2 separate regions of the Sus scrofa genome follow, and region 1 is linked to region 2. A link is a contact called in public HiChIP or PLAC-seq data. All regions are on one chromosome and are shown on one strand. Each heading gives the region's core, a stretch centred on a gene start, on an enhancer-like site or on the middle of the called end of the contact. The rest is flanking DNA. Distances are from core to core; before and after follow the strand shown.

Evidence for each region. HiChIP or PLAC-seq counts read pairs in DNA pulled down with a chosen protein or histone mark.
Region 1: an H3K27ac HiChIP or PLAC-seq map of alveolar macrophages shows a contact between it and region 2. The contact joins the promoter of U2SURP here to the promoter of RNF7 in region 2. A contact is called at or near these places in 1 of 5 promoter capture datasets (fetal liver) and 1 of 2 datasets of contacts at active chromatin or transcription factors (alveolar macrophages).

What each region holds. Positions count from the first base shown.
Region 1 is chr13:83,701,209-83,707,261 of Sscrofa11.1, reverse strand. U2SURP (U2 snRNP-associated SURP motif-containing protein) reads right to left here and starts at 2,761. Exons shown (of 28, transcript XM_013982108.2): 1 at 2,607-2,761. The coding sequence starts at 2,651.
Region 2 is chr13:82,545,177-82,551,111 of Sscrofa11.1, reverse strand. RNF7 (ring finger protein 7) reads right to left here and starts at 2,637. Exons shown (of 3, transcript NM_001245011.1): 1 at 2,318-2,637. The coding sequence starts at 2,492. It overlaps LOC102160777 (a long non-coding RNA gene), which reads left to right and starts at 2,672. Exons shown (of 3, transcript XR_001300354.2): 1 at 2,672-2,871. LOC100515582 reads right to left here. Exons shown (of 11, transcript XM_013982099.2): 11 at 5,891-5,935.

The DNA.
Region 1 (6,053 bases), core at 1,512-4,011, 1.2 Mb before region 2:
GAAGAAACTAGCTAATTTAACATGTTATAATTAAGACACATCAAATAATTTTGCCATTGTCATTGGCAAGAATCTGTTTATTTTTAAAACTTCTTCTGAGATATAATTGACATAAAACACTGTATTAGATTCAGGTATACAGCATGATGATTAAATATCTGTATACACTACAAAAACATCACCACAATAAGCCTGGTTAATAGCCATTTGCCTTACAGTTTTCTTCTTGTGATGAGAACTAAGATCTACTCTCAGCAGCTTTCAAACATGCAATACAGTAGTATTAAAGACTGTCGCCATGCTGTACATTACATTCCCTTGTACATTTTTAAGCTTAACATTTTTCTCAGTGTCTAGAAGTATGATTAACAAGCATCTCTGACCATATCAATAGGAATTTAATAACTACAATTTAACAAAGAGTAAGAAAGCACAAAACTGAAGAATCTGTTCACTCCCTCTGTATTGTAGTAGAATAATCCTCACTCATCTAAACTCCCCACAGGAAAGGAAATCAAACTAGAGAGCAAAGGCTAGAAATTCCAAGTACTGAAAGTATTAGCAAAAATGATCTTAAACTCTCTCCAATAAATTCTGGACTTGGGTTAGAAATAAAAAGCAGCAATGTGGATAGTCATTATGTTAACTAATGACCTAGATTCTAAATCTCAGCATTAGAACTTATCCTGATATTTTGAAAAGTAAATACTTTTCATTTCCTCTAAGAACAAAAGGGAAAAGCAAAGGAACTAAGAGTTATTCACTCATTTAACCTTTACGTCAACCCTGTAGAAAAAGAGATTATATCCACATTACCAACAAGGAAGTTGAGGCTCAAAAGTTTAAGCAATTTGCGACATCATAAATAAAGTACCAAGTCAGAATTTGAATCCAAATCTCGACTTTGTTATCAAAATCCATAATCTCTCCACTACCTCGTGTACCCTCCATATTAATGCAAAAAACCATATCATTTGAGCCCTACTATATTTTACAGACATCGTAGGAAACCTCTTAATCACATCAATTGACGATAATCTAAAGCAATACAAACTGAAAAGATTCCTGGCAGATTCAACAATTTACACTTACCAAAAAAAAAAAAAAAAAAGCCATATACAACCCTGACAAATACTCTTAGAGAAGGCTGAACATATGCTTTAAAATGTTTTCAATGTATCCAAGGCCTCAAATAGGAGATACTAAAGTATTATTTTGAGAAGAAACAAAAATAGTGACGCTTACCGGTGAATTTTATGGATGTGGCTAACTTTGGTAATCGTTCCCTAACAGTAAACAGGGCTGTTTTTCTGATGAGTCTGCTGAGGAAGTGGGCAGAGTGATGTACCCAACTACTCCCCTCCTCATCAAGGGGAAATTAAGTGGGGAGAGGAGAAACAAGGAGTAAACGCAGAACGTAAAGCAGCCAATACTGGCCTTCTATCATAGCCTCCACACAACTAAAGGATTTCTGGTAAATCCATTACTAATTACGAACTAATTATAGACGTCATGCACCAAATGGCATAAAGATTATGATTAGAAACTGAGAAAGCAAGTATATAATAGGTTATATTTCCCAAAACAAACTGCACACACAGAACTAGCCCCGTCTACAGTAAACTTAACTTCCTAGTAACCGACTTGCAATTCATACACACTCTTTAAGATGTGTATTACACAATTTCTTACATCAGCATAGAAAAGCTTAACAACTACTTTGGGCACTATCTACTACTTTTAATATCGTTTTGAAAAAGAAACTCAAAGCAAAAACGATTAAATGACCCGTCCAAGATGGCAACTGGTGCCAGATGCTAATCACAACCTAAAGCTAAACTACTCCCACAGCTCAGTGGTTTCACAATACTTGCACACGATTCCCTGTACACTCAAAAGCAACTTATGAAAGTTCTCCTTTCGGGAGGTGATGAGGACCCCGAGTCCTCGAAAATGAGCCCTCCAAAGAAGCGTTCATTTCATACTTCCCCTTAAGGGAGGTAAGACCACGTGTAGAGCGTAGCATTAACCTTGGTGATGCAGCACCGCAAAGGAGAACTGCTCCCGCCTCTGCATTTCCCACCCCGCGTCCCTCCACTATAGGGCCTCCCCTCACAATCTGCAGCCCTAGAGATTATTTATTCCCTGCAGGACGTGAGGGAAATTGAAGGAGGCCAGAAGCGTACGAGATCCAAACCCCAAAGAACCGAGGAAAGAGAAGTAGACCTTAAGTACCGGGAAGTGATTCCCGCCTCTCCTAGACTCTGTCCCGGAGCTTCAGAGCGCAACAAGCTGAAATACAGAGGCGCGTTTTCCTGGCGTCAGACCTCAGTGTAAATCCCTGACTTCACCCCAGTGGTAAGCGCGGGGCGAACTACTCATGCCACCTGCCCCGGGCCCGCCAGCCTCGAGCCGAATCCAGGCTGGGACCGAGGGGAGATACCAGGCCTCTCAACCTGCGCACCACGGTGCGTCTGCGCCCCGGCCTACCGTCGCGACCGGAACGCGGACTTCCACCCCAATCTCCTCCCGCTGGCCAGAAGTGTCTGTAGTCTCCAGACGACAGTGATAGACTCAATGACTCACGAAGTCCTTTAAGAAATTACCTTTGAACTGGCCTTCTGAGAGCCGCCTGGCGTTTTGTCCGCCATCTTGAGCTTTGCCCCTCCTTCGGCGGCGGCAGCAGCAGCACGGGCGAGTCGAACGCCGAAAGACTGGATCTCAACACAGCCCGCCAGAGGCGCCTGCAAGGCTGAATAGTCGATTGCCGACTATTCAAGGGGAAGTGGCCACGTGACTTCCGGTGTCGGTCTTCTTTTTTTTTTTTTTTTTCCAGCCCTGCCCACTCTGCTGAATATCTGTGGGCGTCTCCCTGGCGGGTTGCTTTCTCCGCCGGAGAATTTAGGGAATCTTGTCCAGGCTTTCAGGGCTGGTTGGAATGCACCCTTTTCTCAGTGCCAGCCCTTGATAGGCGCGAACTAGTTGCACTTGCTGGATGAGTTAGGGAAAGCCTTCTTAAAGAAGAAATGCATGGGTCAGCCGGGAGGAGTTTTTACTTCGACTCAAGTAAACCTGGAGCCAACAGGAGAGTGGGCTGAGGTATGGTGCTCCATGGACAAAGATGGTGTTCCCGCCACCTCTGGCTCTCATCCCCTAGGGGGAAAGGCAAACTTGCGGTCTGTTCAAGTTACTTTAAAATGCAGTGGTGCCGAGAAGCAGAGCAGGGCAGCTTTTGACCCAAGCTGAGATTCCAGCAGTGGGGTTGTTGGATAGTCTGTTTAAGGCGTCTGCAAAATGGGTGCGTGGAGAGAAAGGATGCATGAGAGAAAAATCATAAGCAGACGATAGTCTAAATCTAGCATTCATATAAGTTATTATTTAAAATTTTTTTTATTTCGGAGTAGATTTACAATGTTGTGTTTTGGGTGTACAGCAAAGTGGATTCAGTTACATATATACAGTTGTGTGTCATTTAAGAGACTTATAGGAGTTCCCATCGTGGCTCAGGGGTAACTAACCTGGCTGGGATCCATGAGGAAGCAGGTTTCATCCCTGGCCTCACTCAGTGGGTTAAGGATCCATCCTTGTGGTGAGCTGTGGTGTAGATTGCAGATGCAGCTCAGATCTTGCATTGCTGTGACTGTGGCTTAGACCAGCAGCTGTAGCTCAGATTCTGCCTCTAGCCTGGGAATGTCCATATGCCACACCTGTGGCCCTAAAACAAAAAAAAAAAAAAACAAGATAAAAGAGTTACATTTTACAGTTTGGTATTGCTTTCATTTTTAATCACAAATAGAGGAGAGTAACCATACTTCAGTGCTCTTTTCTTTCTTTTTTCTTTCTTTCTTTCCTTCTTTAATAGGATCTGTATTCAAAGAAGGAAAGCTTGCTTGAGGAGGTCATTCCTGAGCCAAACCAGGCAAAGAAAATGGAAAGAGCTTTCCAGGCAAAGGAAGTACTTGAAACAAAATCCGATGGCATGAATCAATATAGCCCAACTGTGCAGTCACAGTAAGCAGTCACGTTGTATTAGACCAGGTGTAGGGCTGGAGAGGTGGATGGAAGCAAGCTCACACAGGGCCCTGAGGTAACCACTGTGCTTGGGGAGTTAGAATTCTATTCTGAGGGCAAAGAGTAGCCTTCAACAGAATTAAGTAGGGCTGTGATGTCCAATTTTAAGCTTTAAAAGATTGAGCACTAGAGGAAGAAGAAGGGTTCATGACCAACTCCTGAAGTCATTTATTCAAAGTATTTTTGAGTCCCGCTTGGTATATAAAAGCCTACATGGAGTATTGAAAGGCTTACAGAGGCAAAAACACGGTGTCTTCATATGATTTAAGACTAACAGGAATGGGGGAAAGAAATGAGGAAAAGCAAACTAACACTGGAGAATTCAACTGATGCTTCAAGGAAGGATCACCAGCTGTGGGAACTTTTCAAGAAGTAATTAATTCTGGAGGTAGGGATGGGGGTAAGGAGATGGAGGAGGTTTAAAACCAAAGGGAAGGAAGCATTTGAGCCAACTCTGAAGAAGTAGAATATTGTCTGTTGGATGGTGTTGGGGGAAAGGGAGGGGAAGTTGGGGAAGTAGTGAGGGACGCCCTTAGAACAGGATCTGACACATGGAAAGACTAAAAATCATGTGCCAGGCACTGAGGAATCAGCAGGCTAGGAAGGACTCCTATTTTATGTGGGAGATGGGGTTTGAAGAACAGAGAGTAAACAAACAGGAAATCATCAGAAAGTTACACGTGCTCTACATTGAATGGGAGTGATGCTTTGCAACCTCCAGTCCTATTAAATTTATTTTCAAGCCCAGATTTTTTCAGTTCTGGGCTTTCCACTCTCACCTTCATCCTAGCCTCTAATTGAAGGCTAATCAAATTTGTTTGTTTGTTTGTTTACTCTTGTTGGAGATATCACTTCCTCCAGAAAGACTTAAAGACTTCCCTCCCGCACTAAGCCTAAGTAAGAGGCTCTACTTCTGTTGCCATAGGAACCTATTTCCCACTCAAGATGCTCATCACACTAGATCTTAATTATCTGTTTACAATCTAGGATTAGAAAGTGAAATCAGCTGAGCTGAAGGGCAATGTAAGGGCTTGGCTATGTCTAGCCATGTTCTGGCAATGCTGCAGGCTGACTTTGTCACAAAGTGAATATATACATGCTTTTCATTCAAATCCCTAAAGTCCTACTTCACATAAAAAAATCATTTTATTAAATGCTTACTCCTGAAGACTTAAAAATAAGGAGACACAGACTTCTTTCTCTTACGATAAAGCCCCAAAGGAAGTCAAACCAGTATGACCTGAGTAGAAATGACACATAGTCCTTGATTAAGACCTAATTATATACATTCTTAAAAACTCACAATCATGATTAAGAGTAGAGTTCTCTGTAATGCATATAAGTCATGAAATCAGGGTCCTCTTGCTCAAACCACAAATTAAGGAGGATGAGATAGCATAAATATAAATACAGATGGAATTTTACACAACCTGAAATTTTTCATTAGATTCATAATTACTCTTGCCAGGTGACTACCCATAAAGAGAAAATCAGGAGTTCCTGTCGTGGCGAAGCAGATAAGAATCCGACTAGGTACCATGAGGTTGTGGGTTCCATCCCTGGTCTCAGTTGGTTAAGGATCTGGCGTTGCCGTGGCTATGGTGTAGGCTGGCAGCTGTAGCACTGATTGGACCCCTAGCCTGGGAACCTCCATATGCCAGAGGTGCAGCCCTAAAAAGAAAAAGAAAAAAAAAAGGTAAGAAAATCATACAACTGCAGTTAGTGTTACTTTTTTACAATCCACAATAAAACCATGCCATTCTTCTCTTTCTGATGTGTTGGTTCTCCAGTCACACACCTGTCGTCTGTTTTTAAGGATTCTCCCTGTAGCCACATTCAACAGAGATTACAGAGTTATGCCAGGTAGTCCACAGAGGTGTTTTGTTTGACTCAAGCATAGAGGTTTTTTTCCTTTGAAATTTGAGCATTTAAAAAAATTTTTTAATTATTTTTTTTTTCTCTTTTTTAGGGCTCCTGCAGCA
Region 2 (5,935 bases), core at 1,388-3,887:
GTGGGGGTGGGGAAGAGTGGAAACAAGGAAGTGTTAACTACATCAGAATGGGTGGACAGGTAAATCTTAGATCAAGAAGTCATAAAAATTTTGAAATAACCTACAATGGAAAAGAATCTGAAAAAAAAAGTGTGTGTGTGTGTGTATTTGAATCACTTTGCTGTACACCTGAAACACTTTTAATCAACTACAATAAATTTTTTTAAAAAAGAAGTCATAACAAATCATTTAGATGTATGAGATGAATTCTGAATTCCAAATATTAAGGAAGTGGGATTAGATAGGCTCTTTGTAGAATCTAAAAATCTCTGAATTATGCTTATAGCTTTGATTTAATTATTTAAAAAAAAAACAACTGACCTAAATGTATAAAAATTCCTAAAGTTTCAGATAAAAGAAAACATTTTTCCTTTGGTGATATTCCTAATATCTAAAACAGCACATTTCTAAGGAGTACAATAACAGTAACACCTTTAAGAATGACGCTACCCTAAGGATTGGCAAGTCTATAAAACTTCCTTCTGCCGTCACCTGACCACTAAGTGGATTTTAACACCTTATAATCAAAATATAGAGGTCTAGTCCAGAATACTTTCCTGAATCCAAAGTACAGCTGTTGTAAATCTGCAACATTAATCCACAGTAGCGGAATACTTGCTATAATTAGAAAGTTAATGTGCCTGTTAAGTCATTTAGAGCCCATACTTTGACCAGGAAGGTTTATTTGCTGCCAAATTTCAACCATTATTTAAAACTCTGCATTTCTATTTACAAATTTAAAATTTTTCCCTGGGGAGAAGAAGAAAATAACCTTTCAGAAAAACCTCTTTTTTTAATCACTTAGGGGATAAAATTTTTAACAAAGTTTTTTCTCATAAAAGAACAAAAATTGTTTGGATAAGTCAAAAATGCCACTCAAAGCAGAAATTATGATTTCAGTTTTTAAGTAAGGAGTAGGGTAAGGGGGCTGTATTGCAGGCCAATAAACAAGGTATTTTTAAAACCTAATATGCAAAACACGTGGATCATGTCTGAAATAAAATTCTTTTAAAAGTAAAAAAATAAATATATGATATCTCATTGTTGTAAATCTGCTTTTAAAATGAGTCCTTATTTTATGAATAAAAAACAAGAAAACATACTACAGAGAGGGTAAATGAAGAAACCTCTTGATTCTGGCAGTTCTGAATTTTCATTCCTCAAGAAGGGAGAGTGATTTTTTTTTTTTTTTTAGATTTTATTTTTTCTTTTATAGTTGATTTGGTTCCTAGTCGGATTCATTTCTGCTGCGCCACGAAGGGAACTCCTTATAGTTGATTTGAGAGCAATTTTTGAGTTATTTTCTCCAAAACTCTGATTTTTCGGTTTAAGATGTAAAAGCTTTCAAACTATAGAAACCTCGGTTTCATTTAAGATGCTCTCACAGTGATTTTAAATGCCCTATTAAAAAAAATAAGGATGCATTTAAACAGCATCTCTTTTTCAAGGTGTTCTGAGATCTTAGAACAGAAACCATATAAAATATAACAGGATGAAGCTGTCCCGAAAGGTTTCACTTGGTCCAATATTTTTAAAAAAATTTATAGAAAGAAGTGACTTATTTGTAAAAGAAAATTCTCCACAAAGGCCTATCAGGACACTGTCTTCTCCAGGAAATGGCATCCTTTGATAGCGTAGGGCCAGGAATGAGATTAAAATTTATGTTTCTGAATAAAGGGCTTAACATTCTTCTTCAAGACAAGCTACTGCCATCTGACCAGTCTTGAATCATCCAAGTTTTAAAGCCAGCAGAACAGTAGCTAATCCCGAAAGGCAACAGCTAGGGACACTTCTTTCCTGCGCCTCTCCGGAACAAGACTAAGAGTCATTACTGTGGAAGATGACTCCAGAGCATCACTCTGGTGTGTGAAAAGAAGCATTAAAACGACCCGCTGACTCAGGGCCTTGACCGTGACCTCTACAGTTTGCTTTTAGAAAAGGGTGGCGAGGTTGGGCCCACAAACCAAAGTGGTGCCTCGCAGCTCCCATCAACTCACCTACTTTTATTGTCTTGACCACACCCATCACTACCTGAAATTACCTTTTTAACTGCCCTGCTTTCCACCTGTTTCGTTCCCCAGACTACCAGTCCCCGTCGCCGGCCGCAGCCCTCCGACTAGCAGCAGCACGGGCGTGGCCCCAGTCTTTCGCTCCCAGGCAGGGCGACCCCGCCCCTATACCTCCAGGAACAGTCTCTCCGAGGCTCGGTGTGTCCCACGGGCCGGAGCTGGGCCCGCGGAGGCCGCAGCACAGCCAGGGTCTCGAGTGCAGCGCTTACCCATCACCTGGACCCTGCAGATGGCGCACGTATCGCACTCCACGTCCCAGCTCCACATGGCCACCGCGTTCCACTTCTTCAGAGAGAACATCTTGTCGCCTCCCGACTTGGTTCCTGAGCTACCGGAGTGAGAGGACAGGGCGCAGGGCTCCTCGCCGTCTTCCACGTCTGCCATGGCGGCGGCGCGAAGCCGGCGGCGGAGACGTTAGGTTGCGGAAGGCGGGCGACTATGGCGGCTCCCTGGGGCCCCTCGCCGGGCCACAGCGCCGCCCGCAGGCTGCGGGCCACCGTGGGGCCTACGACGGAGGCCGCCCGAGACTGGCTGGCGCGTCCCAGTGACGTCACCGCCCCCGCGCCCTGGGCCCGGCCCGCTCCGACTCTTTGGCCAAGAATGGGCGCCGCGCTCAGGAGGGTTGCCGGTGCAGGAAGCAGGTGTTCTGCTTTATGCCTTCGTGACCCTTCTGGCTCTCACAAGTTGTCATATTGATGTACTCCCTTCCTAAATGAAAACGCCATCGGAGCGAGGACGTGACTTGATCACCACCTTCTCCTGGGTATGTGAAAAATGCCTGGCCTCAGGAGGGGTAGTTATTTGTTGAGTGAATGAATGACTATCTTTTAGAAATCTGGTTCAGCCGTTCTCAAACTTTTTGGTCTTGGCACCCCTTTACACTTAAGAATCACTGGAACATTAAAGAACTTTCGGTTTGTAAAATATGTGTACACACAAACACACACTTTTTTTTTAAGAAATACGAAAAAAATTTTAATGTATTCACTTAAAAAATAACCATAGGAGTTCCTGTTGTGGTTAAGCGATGAGGAACCCGACTAGTATCTAGTATACATGAGAATGCAGGTTCAATCCCTGGCCTTGCTCAGTGGATCGGTGTTGTTGTGAGCTGTGGTGTAGGCTGGTAGCTGTATCCGATTCAGCCCCTAGCCTGGGAACTTCCATATGCCACAGGTGTGCCCCCACCCCCCGCCCCCGCAAGGAAAAGCAATAAACCCATTACAAGTAATCATTAGAACAAGGATATCACATATCTTGTAGCTTTTATAAAACTCCACTGTATACTCACAGGAGAAAGTGAAGAGAAATAGCGGTGAATATTGTTATGCAAATACTTTTGACCTTGTTTCCCCTGAAAGGATCCCAGGAACCCCCGGGGACCACACTCTGAGAACCTCTATCTAGTCCAACATCCTCCTTTTATTGATAGGAATGTTGAGGTCCAGAAAAATAAGATAAAGACACACCATTATTCCCTAAAGGTAACTGTTTTGAATCCAGGGTTCTTCTGCATCTAGCCCGGGGTCATATTATTATGTTTTCCCAAGCAAAGCAGATAACATCTCTATTTAAATAAGAAAGCTGTGGTATGGAGAGCCCACGAAGATGCCTGATCACCACTACCACCTAGTGGTGGACACCTGCTGTGTCGGGTTTGGAATTCAGAGCCTCCCACCTTTTCCTACTGGGCCTCATCCCCTCCTCTCCTGATGTCTGGATGGGGGCTAGAAGCTCCAGAAATCTGGCGGAGGAGGCAAGGAAGCATATATGTGTGAAAATATAAATGTGGATACATTTGGGTCACATTTGGCTAGATGCTGATGGAAGAGGTGACGTTTGAACTGGGGGAAGATGGGAGGCATCGGAGGCCCGGAAGTGGGTGGAGAAAGCAAACCTCTGCAAGGCTGTCAGGTTGAACAGAGCAGTAGTAGTGGTGGCAGATGTAAAGTTGACCCCACTAAGTTTATGAGCCAGACAAAAATGCCTGTAAACAAACCCAGATGAACCATAAAGGACACACATTTTACTCACATTAAGCTACCACACATCTGACTAGAGATGCTATAAATGCCAGATAGTTAATTTAAAAAAGAAGGCTAGAACCAGATGAGGATAAAATGCCCCCAGTTGGGGGGAACTGGGCAGTTTGAAAGAGAAAAGGAGGGAACTCAGATGAAAGGCTAGAGGATGATTAAGAATGAGAAATGGTAGGAGTTCCCTCTCATGGCTCAGTGGGTTAAGGACCTGGCATTGTCACTGCTCTGGCTCAGGTTACAGCTGTAGTATGTTCAATCCCTGTCCCTTCTGCATGCCCTGGGTGTGGCCAAAAAAGAAGGGGACAAGGAATGGTACATGCTTATGCCTCATCTGAACCTCTTCACTCTGTTCCTGGCTTATTGTGTCCTGACTTCTTGTCTGGCCTCCCCATTCAATCTAAAGTGCCTGTTTAATCTGCTTAGATCCCCCTTTCCACCTGACACTAGCCTGCTCAAAATGTTCCATGGCTCTCCATTATCATCAGAACAAAATCTAAATGTCCCAGCTGGTCCTTTAAATCCTGCCACAGTATGGCCCCAACCTACCTTTCTAATGTTATCTCCAAGCACTCCTCTCTGAGACCCTCATCAGATTAGTTGATTCAGCCATCCAAAGACACCTTAGACTCTTCTCTTCCCCCGACTCCATTTAACATCTCTGGAAGTGGTCAGAACCTCCCTCTGTCTGCTCTAACTACATTGCGTTTGCTGTGAGGAAAACTAATTTTCGTGTCCTTACTGACCACTCTTTGCTACTATTTATGCATTCCTCCCAGAAAAATCATAGCGCTTATTGTGTTTCTTCCACTCTTTTGGCACTAGGTCACATAACAACCAAACAGTGCTGTTACTGATGATTATCAAACAATTTTGAGTTTTTACAAATTGATAGCTCATAAGTGATAAGACCTTTAAAATAGGAAAATGAGTATTCAGTGGGAAAAAAAGCAAGCACTGTCAATAGAGTCTCCAGAAATTGCTCTGTATGTACTAACAAACACAGAGCACATCAACTCACTTGAATTTTTAAAATTGTGGTAAAAATACACATAACATAAAATTTACCATCCTAACAATTTTAAAGTGTAGAATTCAGTAGTATCAAGCACATTCACATTGTTATCAACCAATTTCCAGAGCTTTTTCACCTTCCAAAACTGGAAGTATACCCATTAAACAACTCTCCATCTCCCTCTTCTCCCTCCAGCCACCATGCTCCTTTCTGTTTCTGAGTTTGACTACTCTAAATATCTCATATAATTGGAATTGTACAATATCTGTCTTTTTTGTGACTGGTTTACTTCACATAGCATAAAGTCCTCCAGGTTCTTTCATGCTGTATGTAGCATGTGTCAGAATTTCCTTACTTTTTAAGGCTAAGTGATATTCTTTTGTGTGTGTGTGTGTGTTCATTCATCGATAGATCCATAGGTTGCCTCCACCATTTGATTATTATAAATAACGCTTTTATGAACATGGGTGTACAATTATCTCTTCATGATCCTGCTTTCAATTCTTTCTGATATAAACCCAGAAGTGAAATTGCTGATTCATGTTGTATCAATTCATTTTTAATTTTTTTTTTTTTTTTGTCTTTTTGCCTTTTCTAGGGCCGCTCCAGCGGCATGTGGAGGTTCCCAGGCTAGGGGTCTAATAGGAGCTGCGGCCGCTGGCCTATGCCAGAGCCACAGCAATGTGGGATCCGAGCCGAGTCTGTGACCTACACCACAGCTCACGGCAACGCCAGATCCTTAACCCACTGGGCGAGGGCAGGGATAGAACCCTCAA